Linked DNA regions of Hordeum vulgare: region 2 is linked to region 1. The links are chromatin contacts, called in public Hi-C maps. All regions are on one chromosome and are shown on one strand. Each heading gives the region's core, a stretch centred on a gene start, on an enhancer-like site or on the middle of the called end of the contact. The rest is flanking DNA. Distances are from core to core; before and after follow the strand shown. Region 1 holds the start of LOC123440402. Region 2 holds the start of LOC123444690 (E3 ubiquitin-protein ligase At3g02290-like).

Evidence for each region. Hi-C and Micro-C count contacts between places; a contact is called where the count stands out from the background.
Region 2: a Hi-C map of leaf shows a contact between it and region 1, with 4 times the contacts expected there. The contact joins the promoter of LOC123444690 here to the promoter of LOC123440402 in region 1. A contact is called at or near these places in 3 of 6 Hi-C or Micro-C datasets (leaf and seedling).

The regions. Positions count from the first base shown.
Region 1 is chr3H:524,765,154-524,772,115 of MorexV3_pseudomolecules_assembly, forward strand. LOC123440402 reads right to left here and starts at 4,888. Exons shown (of 1, transcript XM_045116973.1): 1 at 3,752-4,888. The coding sequence starts at 4,637. The coding sequence ends at 3,984.
Region 2 is chr3H:524,945,315-524,952,085 of MorexV3_pseudomolecules_assembly, forward strand. It overlaps LOC123444690 (E3 ubiquitin-protein ligase At3g02290-like), which reads left to right and starts at 5,045. Exons shown (of 5, transcript XM_045121498.1): 1 at 5,045-5,152; 2 at 5,338-5,648; 3 at 6,407-6,771. The coding sequence starts at 5,553.

The sequences.
Region 1 (6,962 bases), core at 3,638-6,137:
GAATCAGCCAATCATAGTGCAGCCCATGGATCGTTGACCTAGTCCTAGTGTCTCATCCAGACCGTCCATTCACAACGATCCAATGGTCCGACACGTGTGTGGTTTTGAGATGTTTTGATGGGGTTTTAAGGGATTTTGAGAGGTTTTCAAGGGTTAGGATTGAGCATAACTAATTGAAAAAAAACTTATGCCGATCATCACTCTATGTGACTAAGTTGTTAGGAAAAATAAGAAACTTGGACTATGGAGTTTTTCATGAAAAAACCTTCACAAAAGATGGCTATCAACAACGAGGTTGTAGGGTTTCCAAGAGAAGTGGGCTAGGGGTGTAGTGTTAAGCATGTCATACTTTATCAAAACGATCACATATCAGGATGGACTCTTATATACACACACTGATGTCAAGTTTCCTTTTTGACTCATTTAGAGAATCTAAAAAAAACTTGATTATAAATGAGGCTGTTTACCAAAGCTTTGGAGGGGTTTGGAGATCATTTGGAGCATATTTTCCGTGTCCATAGTTTCACATAATAAAAATTCTTCGATTAATCACCTAACATGCATAATAGTCCAGAAATTACGGTAACACCAATACCACATACTAAATAACTTCAAATGTGAATTCGGCTCAAATTTGAATTTAGGTTCAAATTTGAATAATATTACACAAATACATATCATATCAAAGTAAAATACCATTACACAAATTCAGACAAGGTTTTATTTCTACAGCATAGTACCGATAAACAAGTTTTAACCAGTTTTCACTTCATCTTCGTCTTACCACTCGATTTTCTTTTGCTTTTTTTTTATTCTACAACACCCGGTTCACTCAAGCTCTTGGTTTTCTTCACTGGACTGCCTCGAACACACACATTCACAACAGCTACAGTACCATCGGGCCCAATATCATCAGTTGGCAACACAACTTTCAATATAGGCTCAGTTGGCACCACATCAGCTGGAATATCATCAGTTGGTAACTCAACTTCCAATATAGGCTCAGCTTGCACAACATTAGCTGAAATATCTTCAAAGGTACCCATATTTTCATCAAAACTTCTCTTTTTTCTACATCCATTTCCTCTTGCCTTTTTCTTTGACCAGCAATCTTCAGCAACGAAGGGCTTACTTGCATGCTTCCTCCTAAAAAAAATAAAGCAATTGGTTAGTAATTGAAAAATGCAGACAGATAGTAAACATCACAAACATTAGCCCATATATTTTGGCCTTTCAGGAGTGTAACAACATTTAGGAGATCCAACTCGATGCTCAAGTTCCTCGCACAACTTGCATATATTTTTGTTACCTTTTTGGGACCCTTTTGGCTTCGCATCCTTATTTCCCTTCCCCTTTTTAGTACTCCCACCTTTCTCAAACCATGCCTTAAATCTACTCTCTTTAGGCCTACCAGCGTTTCTTTTTTGTTAGGGGACGACACATGAAAAATTTAATTTCCACTTCAAGCCACTCAGACTGATTTATAAGTGGTGGAATTGAAGTTGCATATACAACCTTGAATCTTGTTACTGAGTAATATTCGTGCAAATGCGGATGCATGTTTATCTTCGGTCGGGAGGCCAAGAAAAGTATGGCATGATCACATGTTTTTCCAATGTGTTGTCACTCCAAAGAATTGCAATCATGCATTTCAGTGTTAACAACAAGCCTTTTACCAGTTTTGGTATCTCTAAGCACCCCACGCAGCAGTTTTTTCAACAGATAAACGTGTAATATTTTTGCTCCTGTTGACCACCTCTTGTACCACTGCAAGAAGCTTGTCCCCTTGCAGACAATCACCAATCCTTCTTCTCAAATCCCACAAGCGCATGATCATGATCCTGATTTGGTCAACCATGTCATGCATATGCAATTTTTTTAACTTCTTCACCTTGTTGTTAAAACTTTCTGCCAAGTTGTTGTTCATATGATCGCACTTGATGGCAGTGTTAAATCATGACATATACCATAATAGAGAATGATAGGTGTTCATCCATGGACCAAACTCAGGGCATGTTGTGATTATCTTACCAAGATAGTAAGAATGTGTTTGTTTAGTGTAAGATCTTGTTGTTGACCAAATGCGACCAAATTCTTCCCCTCTGAATTTTTTGATCAAATTCATCCATTTATGGCCGAAGCACTCCCTCTGCTCACAATGGAGAAATTCTTGAGTTTTCTAGCTTTTGCATGCATTTGTGTGGACTGTCAAAGATGAAATTGGCTCTATGCATCTTTTCATCAGCATCATGACTAAAACAAGCTAATAGCAGCAGGGAACATCCAGTTGTGTTCATCTAAAGCATTGCAAGCTACCAACCCACTGGATGAAGATCAAAGAAGAATGTAACCTGAACTAGTACTTCACGTCAACACAATAAAACACCAGTTATCATCCATGTCAACACAATAAAAGACCAGTTATCATCCATGTCCTGAAGGAGTTAAAAGTTTACCCCAGGGCAGCAAGAATCAAGTAAGGGAACATTTCATCTAGGCAAATAAGAACAAACCACTGTTAGGAGGAAAATGCAAACAGACAGTGGCATCAAAGAAAATCATCCCAGCAGCACCAAAGGAAAATACTATCCAAAAATTAGACCACGAGAGATCAAACAGACGTTCAAACAACACGTAGCAAGAAAAGCAACTAAGTACGGCAGTATGTGCGCTAGGATTCAGAATCTCATGAAAAACAGAGGATGAGCAAAGTATCAATATACATTTATGTCCAAACATCCTCTGCATGGTAACACATAATCAATAGTCTATCATCCGATATTTTGATATAACTATTTGTATGATCTCTTTATTCTCTCTCGCTATACTTCTTACCACACTGGGGTGCATATTCACCATATGACGATAATGAAGAAGAAATACAGAATTGTACAATTACAACATACAGGTATCATATCCCATGAGGATACAGTAATTTTCAAGTTAGGCTCTGAATGTGGTATTCATCTGATTATGATGAACTGAAGTGACTAAAAGAATGTTTAGGTTGGGAAGTGACAACCCAGGACACAAGTGACAGGTTGCCAAACAAACTAATAAAGAAAATAAAAAAAATAGAAGACAGCCAATAATTATATAAGAACAATCACGTCAGTTTGTTACCTTCATTGCGAGGCAATTGAATGACATACTGAATCATTTTTTAAACTGGTATGCGAGCATTGTGCCTCTATAGCTTGTCAATCTGTATAGCACAAGCATGTAATACGAGAAACAAAAGATACATCTGAGCATAGAAATTCCATAACTTGATTCCTTATATTGAGGAACATATTCATTTAAACTTCAGCTAGGCAATAAATTTGCAGAACTCACTGGAGCCAAACGAATTTCAAAGTGGTCATCTTATAATATTCAACAAATTACACTGGAATACAAAATTAGGACGCACTGGATGAAGATTAAAGAAGATTTCAACCTCAACTAGTACTTCACGTCCATCCAGTGAAAGACCAGCTATCATCCATGTCCTGAAGGAGTTGAACTTTACCCCAAGGCAGCAAGAATCAAGTAAGGAAACATTTCAGGCGAATAAACGCAAACTACTGTTAGAAGGAACATGCAAAGACAGTGGCATCAAAGAAACTTATCCCAGCAGCAGCATCAAAGGAATATACTATCCAAAAAGTAGACCCAGGAGAGATCAAACAGAGATTCAAAAAGCACCAGCCAAGAACAGCAACCAAGTACGGCAGTATGTGCGCTAGGATTCAGAAGAAAAAACAGAGAATGAGCAAGCATCGATATATATATATATTTATGTCCAAACATCCTCTGCATGGTAACACATAATCTATAGTCTATCATCTGATATTTTGATATACCTATTTGTATGAGCTCTTTATTCTCTCTCGCTATACTTACTTATGAGTACCAAGGAGGTAGGGAGGCAACCTGTATTTCAGCTACTGCTTATTACTAGTATGATGAAGGAATTATCCGACCCTTCATCTTGTGTGTGTCTACTTCTTGATCCGGCGCACCTTCTTTGCGCCCCAGACCTCCATGCGGCCCTTGGGGCAGCCGCAGGGCGCGCGGAAGATGAGCACGGTGCGTCCATTGGGCGGCGCCATCTTCCGGAGCTCGGCCTCCAGCTCGCGGTGCGCGTCGCCGAGATCGACGGGGCGGGGCGCCCCGGCGGCGGCGAGCAGGGCCGATCGCGCGGCGGGGGTGGGGCGGCCGCGCACGCACTCCTCCGTCTCGAGCTGGATGTCGAACTCGACGGCCTTCTTGAGGCCCCTGCAGCGCGGCTTGCCGCACTTGCGCGCGTGGTGGCCCAGCAGGCCCCATCCGAGCGCGGCCCCGGCGACGGCGGCGGCGGCCCCCGCGAGCGGCGCGGCCGAGAGGCAGGAGGCCGCCGGGTGGAGCAGCGCGCGCGCCTCGAGCAGCAGCAGCCTGGCGTGCGGGGCCACGAGGAAGCCCAGCGCGGCGAGCACGGCCAGCAGCAGGAGCGCGTCCAGCGCGGCCATCGGCGAGTGGTCGCAGAGCGCGGTGAGGCTGTGGCGCCTGGAGGGGGACGGCGCGCGCTTGGATCGGGTGGCAGACGAGGGGTCCGCCGCCCTCCGGTGCTGCTCGAAGGCGCGCAGGAACTCGATGAGGCTGCGGCACTCCGCCATGGCTCCGGCGGGTGAAATTCGCCCGTTTCGGCCTGGTCTGGTCTGGTGCGGTGCCGGTGCGTTTGCCTGCGCGAGTTTGGGAAGAGGGAAGGGCGGTGCGGTGTGGTGTGGTGTGGTGGGGGCGTCGGGATCTGGTCTGTGACTGTGGGGGAGCGAACCTGCGTGGGACCTGCCGCTGCCGATCGGATCGGTGGGGTCGGGGCCTGGCTCGGCTCGGTCGACCGGCGGCAACCGAGCGTCTGCCCGCTTCGTTCACGCCGCCAGTAAGTATTACGCTACTACCAAAAGCCGTTAGTACTAGTAGTAGTACAGGGAAGTGATGACGCCGGTGCTGTGTGTGCCGCACCGTCGAGATGTCAACGCCGCGGCCGCACGCGTTATACGATCCGCCGGACGGGCGGGCGGGCGTACGTGGCACCGGCGGGGCCGCTGGTCGTGCGGCCGGCTCCGGTCGTAGTGGCGCCGTACGCCACCAGCCGCTCTATGCCTATCTATTATGTGCGTTTCTGGACCAAAAGCTCCCGTGGTGTGCACGGCGTTATCAGGGGAAGAAAAGGCGCTGCTTCGTGCGTGGTGGCGCACGTCTCTGCCACCGCCACCACGGAGGAATTCCGCCGGTTAAAGCTTCTTCTTGGGCAGCGACTCCCGTCCCGTGTCGTCGTTGCATACACGCTGCTCCGCTTTTCCTTTCCCGGTTGCCGTTCTGGTGCATTCTGTTCAGGGAATGTCCCGTCTCACCTCCGCGGCGATCGATGTGCCGCGCACGCACTAAGACGCCGACGAGCGCTTCGTCTCGGTGAAACTCGAGTTTTTATTTTGGCGACCACTAGAAATCATCCGCCTGCAGGTGGCCGTCAGATGCAGCAACACTTCGGCAACAGTGAAAACACCGTCAAAGCTTCACTGCACAACAACGCGGCCACATCCATAGCTCCTATGCAGCAGCGATGGCTTCCGACAAAGCTCAAGTACAACATCGCCTACTTCCGGTGAAGCTTCATTGTAACTCCGTCAAAGCTTCAGTGCAACACCGCCTACTTTCGGCGAAGCTCCATTGTAACTCCAGCAAAGCTTCAATGCAGCGTCGGCTATGCTTCGGGTGGCCCGGTGTTATTCCATTGCAACACCGACGGTGCTCCCTACAAGCTTCAAGCAACATTGTCGGAGTTGCAGCGCCCTCCTAAGCATCACCAAAGTTTGCAGCGTCCCCTAAGCATCACCGGAGTTTGCAGCTCCGGCAAAGCTCCATTGCAGCCGCAACGAGCTCCACCGACCCGACGACGCTCCCGTGGCATGCTTCACTCAAGCTTCAACGAAACTTCGTTGCAACGCGACGAGCCAGGCGGCGCTCCATTGCAGATCCTGACGCTCCATTGAAGCTTCCATTGCAGTCTTGACGGAGCTTCGACGCAACGTCGATGACTCCGGCAAAACTCGATTGCAACTCTGACGCGAGCAGCGGTTGCGAGCGGGGCGGCATCGGCGAGGGAGGACGGAGAGGAGAAGTGGCAGCGCGAGAGGTATAGGAGTGCGTGGCGTTGCGCGCCTCGGCGGAGGTGGGAGATGGCGGCGGTTGCCATTGCAGCGCCCGTGAGATTTGGATTGGGAAGGAAGAAAAGCTTCGATCGAATTTTGTGCTGGGGCCACACCGTGTGGGATATGCGTCGTAGTGCTGAGGCGACTTATGCGACGCTGTAATCAGCCGGTTTATTTTAAGTGTTTTCATTTTATTTTTTAGAAGAGAAAAGACCTGGGATGATGCTCCACAGCCCCACGTACGTATGCACACTACTCCCCGTCACGGTTTAGAAGACACGGTTCTGTTTACATGCATATTTAGAATAGAAGAGAATTAAGGCGTGTGGCATTTACAACTTGGTTAATTAAGAAAAGTATTTCCTCCGTTCCTAAATATAAGTCTTTTTAAAGATTCCACTAGTGGACTATATACGGTTGTATATAGACATACTTTAGTATATAGATTCACTCATTTTGCTTCGTATGTAGACCACTGGTGAAATCTCTTAAAAGACTTATATTTAGGAACGGAGAAAGTATTAAACTACATGCACTCCTTGTTTAATGATTGTGTGAGTTACTGTACTGTGTATTATCTTTTTAAATAATTAATCGTCGTACGGTTATTATATAAGCATTTATAAAAAATAATGTCAAACAAGATTCGCCTTGATTTCTGAGATCGCTTATGGAAGTACTTTGTCAAATAACGACGACGTCGTGCTGGTGTTTTCTTGTGGGGTGGAGAAAACTTCTTGCGTGTGATCTATGGACTCTCGGTAGTAATGGTATATGGAAGCATGGTCA
Region 2 (6,771 bases), core at 3,795-6,294, 180 kb after region 1:
TTTTCCAATTATTTTTTAGTAGTTTTTCAGTTTTGATTTGTCTAGGCAACAATTGACATCATCAAGTATGTAAGTTGTGTGATTGAATCAAGTTGCATAAGTAAATCCTAATTTCCACCATCTATTTTTCATCTAAATTGCTGCTATTGGCATCTATAGGTAAGCATATGCTCGCATTAAAGCCGACATCGGCATCTACCAGTAAGCATACACAAAATAAATTTTCATGGTGGTCCTCCCATTGGAACATATGCTCACATTTTCCTCCTTCTGAACTACCCAGATCACATGGCGCATGGAGAAGTATGTGATTCAAAACTACAACAACCGAATAAAGAGGTGAGTTAATTTGCATTGTGACTTCAACAACCATAGTAATCCAGTAGTATCTGCATGTTCTTAGAGATTCTAGGTTTGCCTTTTCACTATAAGTTATCACACAATCTTCCTATTTATTTTTACAAGAATACAAGAATCTTGCAAACAAAAAATCAGGCTTTAACAAGGGTGACAGTCGGTGGGTCACTTCCAATACAGTGGTCTTCCGGCGCGGTGGCTACACTCGAGCAGAGGAGTGGCAGTGGAAGCGCCAAACTGGCGGTGCCTGACCAGCCACTTCAGGCTCTTCCTGAACCATGGAGCTAGAGGTCATCCTCTGCTCTCAGGTACGTTTTCCAATCTTTCTGCAAATTAGACGTGCATTTTGCCGAGTAAAACATATTTTACTGTCAGAACTAGAACAAACACACACATCTACTATCTGATTCGCTGCTGATACTAAGTTATGAACTATCATGTTCATTAGTGCAAAGTGCGGACACATTCTTTTGGCACACAAAATAGTCCTCACAACACCACGTCATGTCTATTAATTGTGACTTTTGCAGCATGCGACATGTTTTTATTGAAACTACATCACATTGTTTGTGCCTTTGCATTGCCCTTACTGCTGCACCGTGCACCCCCAGGTTCTTCTCTCCCATGGGAGGGGCCAACGAGTGGCAACGGACGGTGGGACAATGGATGGTGACGCAACGGACAACAGGAGATCTGCCGGTGGCAATGGACGGGAGGAGGCGGTGGCAATGGATTAGATTTTGTATATAATAATTGTATATGATTTTATTTTTCTTTAACAAAATTGTCCGAGTGTTCTGCTATGTCCGGCAAAGGGTGTTTCACTGGACAAGAGTTGTAACCTTTAAGGTTTGGTGGTTGCTTAATTGTTAATATATAATACTTTTAGTAGATTCTTTTTTGGTCCTTATTAGGGTTGTTCTTGCGAGAAGCTTATTCGATCAAGGTGTAAGATCTATGACATTTGCCTTTCTAGCAATTGGATTTCGATGCATGGTTATGCAAAATGTAGGTTTTTATTTGCTTACTTGTGTTGCCCACCACATCTTGGTTTATGCATAGTTTTTGCTGCTTGCATGTGACGGCCAGAGCAGCAGGTGGGTTCTATTTTTTCTCTACATTCAGTTGAATTTTCTTATGTTGTATTCTGTATTACCCGGTATAGTTCACGAAACTAAGATGCAATATCATGTTTGCCTTCATACAAGTTTGTTATCCAGATATCTGCTGTAGGTTGAAAACGTACACATGCCTCTCCTTCTCCCCTCCTATACCCTAAACCCTAAATAACCTTGATAATGCCACTCCTTCAATTTAATATTCAAATTACTTTCTCTAAAATTTGCATGAACAAACTTGAATATAAACCGACCTTCTACTGAAGAATGATGTGTGGGCTTGGGTGAAGTCCATGAAAGCGAAGTGTGGTGGAATTGAGCTGCTTATGTAGTGTCAGAATTCTACCGTTCTATTTTGAAAATAAAAAATTGAAATAAGATTCAGAAAAAATATATTAAAACAGTGGTCACATTCCCTTTCTGGTGGTAGTAATTGAGGATTCCATAAATAGGGATAGCTAAAGTGCTTCAGTAATGACAACACTGGGCGAAAAAACTAAGTTGTTGACAACAGACCTATACACTTGTCCCTAGCGACAATGCGGGTTTACTTTTGTCGTAGCATCATAGGCGGGAGCTTATCATGTTAAAGTGAAATTATATGGTGTGAAGTAGAACGATAGGAGCAGATCTTGAGCAAAAGGAGTGGATCAAGATTGAACCCACATAAGGACATCAACGTCGCATTATTATGTTGTCCCGTGACAACGTACGGGCATTTAACTAGTATAAAATAATTTTTCCACCAATCTAACAGACTCATGCGTAGAGCAGAACACACATAAACACACATAAAAGTTGTCATGTGCTAATTAGAAAAAAAAATGATATAAAATTTGTCTTGTGCCAATTCCCCCCCCCCCCCCCAAAAAAAACTAAAAGTTACCCTATGACAAATGAAAACATTGAGGACTTTTGTCCTAAATTTGTCATGTTACAAGAACAAAATTATTATCTACAGGAAGCCATGGTCGAAGTATGTGATATGAATTTTGCCATAGTATATGAAGATTTCTTTGCATTTTATTTTAAATAAAATTGCCATATTACATATAATAGATTTTCCATAGACACATGGCGAACCTGGCATGAGTACATACAATTAAATTTACCATGTAGTTTCTATTTATCCGAATCAACGTAAAAATTTAAAGTAAAAGTAAAAGAAAGAGACATGGAAATTTTAGGGGGAAATGTGTTATCAAAAAAAGCATGGAAAAGCCTTTAAAAAGGAAAAAAACATGGAAAATTGTTGCAAAATTTCTAAACTTTGGATTCAAAATTAAGAAAAGTTTGAAGTGCTCAGATGGAATTTTACAAAAAAAAAGCCACGAAAAAAATATCATTTTTGTACTAGTTACATGGCAAATTTACAAAATAAATGTATAAAAATGGTCACCATGGGAACTTTATGAATTTGTTTTGTGTAAAACAACATGACAACTTTTGGAAAAAAGATTGTAATCATCATTTGAAAAAAAAAACATACCACACAAAAAAGAAGAAACACAATTGCCATGGTCATAGTAATTTAATATTGAAACATGGTTTATCAGAGTTGCCATTGCGGAACAATATTTCCTCTGTTTTGAATTACTTGTCTTTGGTTACTTCGCTTAGACATATTTTAGTGATAGATACGACAAGTAATTTAAAATTAAGATAATAAATGAAATGCAAAACAGATTTGAAAAATCCCATGGCAAAACACATCTCACTTAAGCACGACAATATGATTTATTAAGTTGCATGGAAAAAATCATTATCAAGTCACTATGCACAACACGATACTCTACTTGCCATGGCAATAAAAAGTTTTTTTTAAACACAGTACAGATGCAAGCGTTTATATACTCACGCATACACTCACTTATATTAATGCACACACGTACATCCTATCCTTATGGGCATCTTTGATAGATTGAGTTAACATATCATTTTGAAATTTATGTAATCACCGTAGACACCTTGACGTCGACGAAAACGTCTCCTTCCACTAAATATGCATTATAAAAAATTCTAAAATAAATCTCTTCCTAATAATAAAGCACGGAGTGCTTCTGTCGTCCGTTGTGATCGTTTTGCAGAAAACACCCTGGAGTTTCCCGAGATCAACCCGCAGTCCGGATTTAAGTGAGGAACGAATCGGTTTTTGTATTTTTTTACAGGCAACCCCCGTGATTTCCCGAAATTAACCCACAGTACATAATTAAGCGAGAGAACGAATCGTTTTTCGGAATTTTTTAGAAACCTCCTTCGATTTTCATAAAATAAACCCGTAGTACATACTTGAGTAAAAAACCAATCGTTTTCCATATGTTTTCAAAAACACCACTACAGTTTTTAATTAATTAATCTATAGTTGAATTACAAGTGCAAAATACTTTAAAAATCATATCTTTTAAACGGTAACTTCATTTTACATTATTATATATGAAATTTTATTAGAAAAATATGTAGAATCTGAATATAATGTTAGTTTATCTATTTAATTTTTTGAAAATTATGTTTATAATGTAATTTTAATCAATAGTGATGCGCACAATCTAAATATAATGTTATTTTATCTATTTATCAATTTTAAAATTATTTTTATGCTGTAATTTAATCAATAGCGTACAATCTATTTTTTCATAACGAGGCCGATCCATGTTGTTAATTAATCCACGGTCCAATTATAATTAACAAATATTTTAAAAAATTATATCTTTTAAACTGTAACTCTAATTTTAAATTATTACATATGAACTTTCATTCAAAAAATGTGTTGAATCGAAATATAATGTATTATCTTACCTATTTAATTTTTTAAATTTATATTTGTAATGTAATTTGAATCTATATGATGCGTACAATCTAAATATGGTATTATTTTACTTATTTAACAATTTTAAAATTCTATTTATGCAGTAAATTTAAATAAAGATGTCAAGTCATGATTATTAGTTTAAACGTGTTGTATGGTTTGCTCCCGTTGCAACGCACGGGGCTCTTTTGCTAGTACAAGAATAATGCGAGCATCGAAACTTGAACTTGATGGATCAAGGATACCAATGTCCCCTAACCATCCAACCACAACTTAGTTCGCGCAACAAAAAGTATGTGAAAAATGTCCATCACAACACATCTTAATTAAACTTCCTGTAGACTTACGATATGCCGTATCAAAGTCTATGTAAAAAAGCACACCATTAGACGGGGCCGAAATCTTTCAAAAGCAGAGTCTTCCTCGAGACATAAAAAAAAAAAAAAAAAAAAAAAAAAAAAAAACAGGGACTTTGCAAAAAGCAGCGGCGGTGGTCCGCCAGGGAAATCAGAGTCAGCATCCACCCCCACTTACCAGCCGGCACCGCTAATCCCGTAAACAAAACCCACCAATAGGAGATTTTTATTCCATCTCTCTCTTTCCGCCGCTCGCGCGTTCGGCGCAACAGCAAACCGATCGCAATGCCTTGCGTGCCAGCTCCGATCTCCTAGCCGCCCCCGCTCGCTCTCCAATCCGCCTCCATCTCCAACCGCAATCCCCACCCCGCGATCGCAATTATCCGCCCCCCCCCCCCCCCCCCCCCCCGATTCTTCCGAGTTCGGTTACCACTGCCTGTACCACCTACCGCTAGTACTTGTACCCACCGCCGTCAATCTGCGTGGGGGTTTAGCAGCTCCGCCCGTCCCCAAAGGTCCGCCTTTTCTCCCTCATGAACTCGCAGTAGAAAAGGAAAACCCGATTCCATCTTGAGTACCGGCAGCGGGGGCAGAATTTACCGGCGCCACCGAAGATGTGACTCTGTTTCTTGTTTTTTATCGATCCTCTCACCGGCGGCGCAGGGCCTAAGTTTGCGGCGTAAATTGGGTTGTTTCGCAGGTTCGGCGGCGAGGGGTAAAGGAACCGGCCCGGATTCAAGGCGGCGGCGGGATCCGATTCCATAAATAAGTTGCCGCCGATCGGCTTCTTCCTTCCGACCGTCGGCGTTGCCCCCTTCCAAGTGCTGGTGCGGTGGCCGGGCAGCGAGAGGGAGAAACTGGGAGGCCGGTGCTTCTGGCTCCTCCGCTTGGTTTGCAGGGGACGAGTTCAGTCCGATGGGGGCCATCATGTGCTGCTTCCGCGGCCCTGTTGACGACGCGCCTGGCTGCTGCTGCCTGCCATGGCCCTTCTTGAACAGCCATCGCAACTCGGTACGCCTCTGCCTATCTGTTTGTTTTGACCGTCTTTTTTGGGCATTTATTTGGTGTATTTGCGGTGATATAGATAGGAGTATGTGACGAATTTAGTCACGGCGTTGATGAAATGTCTGAAAATTGGGTTGCCGAGTGGCAGATGGTGGGTGAATTTTCTGTGTTCGTGATCCTCCCATGCGCTAGTCGTGTCCCAGGATCACATTGCAGTGACGGGCAGTACGGGGATTGCAATCTGTTCGATGCGAAGGGAATAGCAAATGCTCATTATTGTGTTCATCAATACCAAAGTTATGCCCTCAATATAGCAAATGTTCATTATTGTGTTCATTTAATTGCGTAACTTTTACCGCCAACGGTAAATTAGTAGATAAACCATGAGCCCTTCCCAGTGCTCCATAGTGTACATGTGCTAAGAGTGCCACATAGACAGAAAACTGATGTGGCAACACAATTAAAGAGTGCATGGAGCCTATCCAGTTTTATTACACTGGGACTTGTTTGACAGTCAGTTCAGAGCTGCTATTCTCAGAAGTTGGAACTGGACAACTCGGTACTGAATAAGTAAGATATTATAAAGACCGAACTACAAATGGCCGGTCCATGTAGCTCGAAAATTATTACAGTATTATTATACAGTTTGGTATACTTAAATGGTGTCACATTTGTTCATTATAATTGCATGTTCTGTCTGGACCTTCTGTTTCAATCAGCTGCTATGCACTAGTATATCATCTAAATGTTCTATTTTTCCACAGGGCGCTCCTGCTCGTCCAAGAGCGCCTTCGCGGGTTGCGCCTGTTCAGGGAAGGGTTCCTCCTGCAGGTTCACGGCAGGATGATTCAATGAACACCTTCCGCTGCCCTCCTAGGCCTTTGCCTTACGATGATCCTCAATTCAGACATCAAACGGAGCACCACCCGCTGGTGTCAGGAAATGACAAAGCTTCAACGCAGTCCCAGAAACCTAATCTACCTGAAGAAAGCAATGATGCTGATACTAGATCAACTTGTGCCAATGAGAAGGCTGCTGGACCGTCCCTGAAAGCTGAGTTGGGAGGTAGAAAAGTCGGGGGAGCTCAAGTCTGTGTTCCTTCTGATTGTGAGGATGACTGTCCAATATG